Regions from separate parts of the Zea mays genome. Here region 1 is linked to region 2. A link is a contact called in public Hi-C data. All regions are on one chromosome and are shown on one strand. Each heading gives the region's core, a stretch centred on a gene start, on an enhancer-like site or on the middle of the called end of the contact. The rest is flanking DNA. Distances are from core to core; before and after follow the strand shown. Region 1 holds the start of LOC100281371. Region 2 holds the start of LOC103642932 (65-kDa microtubule-associated protein 8).

Region 1 (3,479 bases), core at 176-2,675, 810 kb after region 2:
CACCAAACAAGACTAGTTAATGAGCTTACTAAGTCAAACTGTCTGATCCATCAAAGCTTTGTTGCAGCAAAAGAAAATAAGGACAGGAGTTGAAAAATCCGATAAAGTTAAGAGAGCAACAGGAGTTCAAAGTTGAAGCTGTCACCAGCCAACTAATTTGTTGACGGACCCATTAGTTATTAAAGATTAACATTAAAAAGTAACAAATATAATTAGAGGTTTCTTTTTTCTTCATTACACAAATTGAATACCTTACATCTACATAATTCAAACCCTTAGACTTCAGATTATGTTAGATACCAGTCAGAAAAAGATGCAACAAACAGCTTTAGTTAAGGCTATTAAGTTCCACAGATCATGTCCTGTGCTCAAAACCCCACACCACATTCCTTCCATCCCATAATTGGACTGTAGCAATATAATCCCCATATGATCAATTGGGCATTCCAACGTATATTTCTTTCACATCCATAATCAATGATGCAGACCCTTTAAATAGTAGCATAGGTGCATATGTAATTTTGTTGAATTATTAGTTCATCACTTCATCGTTGCGCCCTAAAGGCTTTCGTTCACTGTTAATCCATGTGGATTGAGTGATATTGAGTCGGTTTAAATCCATAGCAAGTCAAATTTCATCTCAATCCATTCTAATACACTCCAATCCACATGTAATTAGAATAACCGAACAAGGCCTAAATAGTCGTAGATACGACCCAAGAATGCATCAATCAATATACATAATTTAAGATTTCTGTCAGAAGCAGATAGGCTCAGACCGAACCAGTAGTCCCTTACCACAAGATCGACGCCCTCCTCGCTGTAATGCCACGGGGTGTCAGCCTTGATGACGACGAAGGATACATGGACAGTATCCCCCTCGTATTCCACGTTATGCGAGAAGCACTCTTCCCTATCGATCACGAAGCGGATGCCCTCGGCCGGGCGCAAGAACAGCACGGCACAGAGCACCGATAAACAACACACCGTTCTCCAGCTCAGCCCCTCCATGCCGCTGCCAGAAAACGACTAATGGTTCCACGAGCCTCCCTGCAGAGACGAATCCCCAAACGATCAGCATGGGCATAGGAAAAGATCAGGTGGTCACGGTTCGGGTGGGCGGAATCGGCTGAGGAACGGGATAGACCGGACGGGAGTAAACTGGGCACGCGGCTGGCCGGTAACGCACAGCAGCAGCCACCATAGGGGAAGATTCCGTTGAATGGAGTCCGCTCCCACCCTGCGACTCCAGGCTCCGATCAGGCTGGCAGCGAGTGCCGGAGCAAGATCTGACCGGGGCCGCAAGCCCTATGCAAGAAATCGCCAGTCGGGGTGAGACGGAGAGGAAGTGGAGTATAGACTCGTACCTGCTGCTGCTCGGAGCTGGTGAGGTCGCCGCTTGCTTCCGGCGATCTGGGCGGCGCTTTACCGCCTCGATGGAGGAAGCGATCGATCGAGAGGAGATAAAGATAACTCACGAAGCGAACTGACCGAGACGAGATATCCGTCCGCGTGAACTGTGAAGGAAGGAGTTCTTTCCCATTGTTCGACGCGAGATGGGCTCTAGGCCCCTCTCCGTCTCCGTCTCTGGCTTTGGCAACCAGGCCTGCGGCCTAAACGTTGGGCCTACCACCGCATTATACAGGCCCAAATGTAGAAGGCGTCCAGCAGCAATATGGGGCATTTTCTGCAGGCGTCAGCTTTTACTGACCGCTGATTTCAGCAGCAGCAGGTCAGAGAAAACTGATCCTGCACGTAGTGGAACGCCCGTTTTCTGAATTTCCCTATATCCAAAAAACTAGAATTTTACAGTGCTAACGGCTAGTTTTGGACATCATTTTTTAAGGAATTTTATTTTTCCAAGAGAATTAAAAATCCCTTTAGAAAATGTAGTTTCCAAACTAGTCATAAGAGTGTATTTGTCTGGGATTATAATATATCCAGATAATATAGTCTAACAAATTTTAAAGTAATCTTTAGTTTAAAAATTGTTAGATCATATAATCTAGTCCGATTATAATTCAAAACAATCAGAGCCTAACTAAGGATCCTTATTTTTATTTGATTTTAGTAGTTGAGTGATAATTTAGATTGAAACGTCTCAGCTATAGGATAGGATGCACCTTCGACCCAATCTTGACAGCGAGCACACACAGAAGCCAACACACAGACATCATTGTCTTCCTAGCACTTACACTCTGGTCACCAACACTAGAGGAATGTAGAACCCTGAGACAAGGTTAGGCTTTCTAAATACAAAAAAACTTAAGAGATCGCATGATACAACCCTAAGACACTAGACTATAAATAGAGTTAAGAAACAATATGTTTGGAGAGTCGTGTAAAGACAGACTCTTCGTGAAGAGTCGGTCTCGACACTATATTAAATGGGTTACATGCGCTAACAAGGAAAGTGGTAAGTCTAGGAGACATTGAGAGAGAGTAATGGTTTTAAAACCTGGATATATTTTATTTGGACTTTCAAACTTCAATACACTAATTCATTCGATTGCATAAATGTCATGGACTATTGGGATACTATACGAGATGCTCTCTTCTGCAAGTATGGACTATTGTAATGTAGATGATATTTTGTTTATATGTGTCTATATGTTATATTCATGACATTTTTATGACGGATGCTATGGAAATTGGGAAAACTTTGGCAATTTTTTCACATGACATATTAATTATTTTTAGCAATTTATTTTAACAATTGTACAAGACATAATGTAAAGTATATGCTATGATGTAGGACAGATAAATACATGGCTACAACTAAATACAATTTGAATGGATATTGACATCGCGTAAATATCCAACTTTGAGCACATGGATATAGATTAGATGTTGAATACCCTAAACTCGAAATACAGATCGGATCACAACCATTTTATACTAATCGAATTCAAATATCTGACAGGTAATTTCTGTATCATTTACATCTCTACTAGCCGCACTACACAACGAGGTTGGTACGTCCGAGCATTTAATCTTGGTGTCGTACCATACGAGGGCTAAAAACGGGTTACAGTTCCATATAGTCGCATCGAGGACTCAAACATAATTTTTTTAAAAAAATACTCCCTCTGTTTCTTTTTATTTGTCGCTGGATAGTGCAATTTTACACTATCCAGCGACAAATAAAAAGAAACGGAGGGAGTATAAAAAAACGACGGCCTGCATGTACGAACGACAAACGTGGTACGCACCGCTGTGACTCTGTGAGCTACTCTACCTACGTCGGACACGACGTATCCCCTGCTGCACCCTACCCTATTCTACCGCTACGCCTGCGGGCCTGCCTGTGTGCCGCGACGCGATTGGGCAATTGCGTGCGACCGCGATCAGAGGCCGTTACTAGTGTACGATCTCCGACCGGTCCAGGGTCGGACCGTGGAGCCGATCCCAGCAACCCCAAGTACACACGCGGCAGTCAATCGCTGGTGGTACGCGTACTTGCGTGCCGTACTCCCCCG
Region 2 (3,348 bases), core at 139-2,638:
GAGTAGGACGTACACTTTATGGCGTGCCACTTCTAGAATGTCTTAGAGGAAGTGTGATGCGTTATCTTCAGTAACTTACCACTACAGGCGTTCTAGCTTAGCTAATACTAAATTATCTAATTTCCTCCTCCTAATTTTTTCTAGGATGGGTATTGTGGCCAAAGTTCGTACCCTGCAGGAGTATATCTATGTATCTGGTGCATCTGCCACATGATTTCACCACTCCATTCAGAAAGACTCCAATAAAAGAATGCCCATCTTCAAAAGTTTACATGCAGATTTAGAGAAGTGAAGTCATTGCTCGCCGAGGCTCATAATCACACTCTGACCCCCTGAACTGCTGTTGCATGCTAAATCAAAGACTTTTACCTGTAGTGCTTTCTCCCCTGAGCGAGGAGGCAACTCCTGTGAGTGTGAGTTGTTGCTTGATCACAGGTTAATCTCGACTAACAAACGGAAGAGGAAGACGAGACTTTTTTTATTTTTTCGTTTGATGTTTCATTCCATCTGATTCTGAGCCCATTTTCGCAGGAAAAACCAGAGCAACGTGTGATGGTCGATACCGATACGGCAACCATCTTGGGCTCTAAACTCTCGGCCACCGGGACAAGGTACTACGGTAAGATGGCAGGTTGCTATACCTCTCGCTGACATGCCATCTTGCCCTCGCAACGTTGACATGCCAACACGAGGCACACACAGCATGATGCTAGGATGCCCTTGTCACCATGCACAAGCTTGAATTCAGATAAGCAACATCGATGCCATAATAATAATAAAAATTAAAATAAAAGGTAAAACCAGATTCGAACGCCATGCTCTGAGTCCAGAATATTGGGATGCTCTCAGTCTCGTGGTTAGGAACAAGCAAGAACACGGAAGTTTCAAAGCTCACAGAGGCCTGCCGGCAACCGCCTATTGGCCCAAAAAAATGGCTCTGTTACTTTCAGATCAACCAGCTAGTGGCCAAAAAAAAAAGGCATGTCGCCCTCCAAAGGGCGCACATGTCCAGTAAAGCTGAACAAAAGCGGCACCCATCCATTACTCCAGTAGCGTGCGGCTTCAGCTGGAGAGCTCAGCTCGCGCCAGAATTCAATCCGCTGAAGATGCAGCGCAGCCATCAGCGTGATATAGCACACCCATCTTTTTGTTTCAGTTTCATTATCATTAGTAGCACATGAATGAGTGAAAAGGAGAAACGTCTCAGAGAGAGACGAGACCTTCCCAACTTTCCTCCAGAATTAATTATTATCGTCACTAAGGCTGCTGTTACTATTGATTAAAATTTCAAGATGCCACCAGATCAGCTAGAGTAGAGAGAGAGAGAGAGGCCATGCATGCTCTCATGGCGAACACCAACCACACCACAAATATGCTACGTGTCTTGCAAGCAAAACCAGCATCTAAAGCCACTAGCAGCAGCAGCCACCACTGTATTTCGCAGCTTTCCTGTCACATACACATGCTAAATCCATGCCCTCCACGGCCACCACCTCTAAGCATGTAACGTACCGCGCGCAGCTGAACTCGGCCGAGCAATTTCTGCTCTGAGTTTGTCAGGTCCGAGAGATGGGATCACTCAGTATGGCTGAAAAAGCTCCCGGCGCTGCGTTGCCAGAGTCTTCATGTGCATACTTGCTTCAAGAACTCAAGGTACGCAGAGCTTTTCCAACAACAACAACAAAAAAAAAAGAATATATATCTGTTCAGTTCTTACTGAACTCTGCATTGGTTCTTAGATGATATGGGATGAAGTTGGGCAAGAGCAGAGCGAAAGGGAGAGAATACTCGAAGAGCTCGAGCAGGAGTGCCAGGAAGTTTACCGAAGAAAAGTAAACAGTGCCAACATGTCCAGGATCCAGCTGCACCAAGCCTTAGCTGAATCCGAGGCTGAATTTACCAACCTGCTGCTATCCCTCGGAGAAAGATCGTTCCCGGCACGAGTAAACACCCTGATCTCGCGGGTATCGTCATATTTATTTATCCATATCCAACAGGGAACAACTGGAAGCTAACCTGGAAACGAATTTCTGCAGCCCGAGAAAATGGCAGGCACCCTGAAGGAGCAGCTCAATTCCATCACGCCCGCCCTACAAGAAATGCAGATGAGAAAGGACGCCAGAGTAAAGCAGTTCGTGGAGGTTCAGACTGAAACACACAGAATCGCTTCTGAAATCGCTGGACGGTTAGCGGGTGGAGCTGTCGCTGTGAATGAAGAGGACCTGTCGCTAAAGAAGCTCGAGGAGTTCCAAAGCGAATTGCGAAGGCTGAAGAGAGAAAAGGTACGCATGCCATGCCTCCTTCACCTGATAATAAACGTGCGATGTCGTAAGACAATGCTATAGCACGTCTGGATCTGATCTCGTTTATTTCCTCCAGAGTGACCGCCTCTGCAAAGTGGAAGAATACAAAGTTCTAATTCACAATTTTGCGAAAGTGATGGGAATGGATCCTTCAGAGATACTTGCTAGTGTTCACCCAAGGTTGCTAGATGGACCAAATGAGCAGCAGACGAAGAATATCAGTGATGACATCCTTAACAAGCTCAATATGACTGTTCAGCAGCTAAAACAAGAGAAGAGCAATAGAAGGGAAAAGGTGATTTGCCATCCTTGTGGTTCCAACCATTTTAGCCAGTAGCCCCATTCGCTTCAGCGGCAGCATGAAAAACAGAGGATACATTCAGGTTCTCAGGGATAATAAAATATTCTAATACAATACTTAGTTCAAGAATAGCATAAAGAGAATACTCATTAATAACGTTAGTATTAGCAAGTTATTCCTGTTGCTAGTTCTAACAGGAAATATACCATGCGAATGTTCAAGAAAAAGAGAGAGAATCTTGAACTGCATTAATATCTTATTACTAATGCAGGGGTATTCTTTTGTAGCTCCAAAACCTTGTAAAAGCATTAACAAACTTATGGAATACTCTGGATACTCATATGGAAGAGCGTCAACCTTATGGGCAAATTAAGGTACTCGCAATGACTTCAGTAAACGGTATGCTAGGTCCTGGAAGCCTCACACTTGAGACAATTCAACAGGTAAAAGACCAGAGATTAAACTTCAAAGCAGAATGAATTATGTCATACAAGTAACTGTCTTGAAGCTGATAGGTTGAAACTGAAGTTCAGCGGCTGAGTCAGTTGAAGGCAAGCAAAATGGAAGAGCTATTCGTAAAGAAGAGAGCAGAAGTCGACGAAATTTGCAAGAAATCACACATGGGCATGCCTTATCAAACAGAAATGGACAAAATAATGAATCTGATAATGTCAGGTGCGTTCGGCACAGTTATATGCCATTTTCTCTGTTTCAGCGCTTAAGTATATTTACCAGTCCCCAATG

What was found. Hi-C and Micro-C count contacts between places; a contact is called where the count stands out from the background.
Region 1: a contact with region 2 is called in a Hi-C map of leaf, with 9 times the contacts expected there. The contact joins the promoter of LOC100281371 here to the promoter of LOC103642932 in region 2. A contact is called at or near these places in 3 of 25 Hi-C or Micro-C datasets (bundle sheath, leaf and leaf mesophyll).

The regions. Positions count from the first base shown.
Region 1 is chr1:199,017,892-199,021,370 of Zm-B73-REFERENCE-NAM-5.0, forward strand. LOC100281371 reads right to left here and starts at 1,426. Exons shown (of 4, transcript NM_001154289.1): 1 at 799-1,426. The coding sequence starts at 1,011.
Region 2 is chr1:198,211,512-198,214,859 of Zm-B73-REFERENCE-NAM-5.0, forward strand. It overlaps LOC103642932 (65-kDa microtubule-associated protein 8), which reads left to right and starts at 1,389. Exons shown (of 11, transcript NM_001322877.1): 1 at 1,389-1,653; 2 at 1,740-1,943; 3 at 2,037-2,282; 4 at 2,380-2,598; 5 at 2,892-3,047; 6 at 3,120-3,279. The coding sequence starts at 1,570.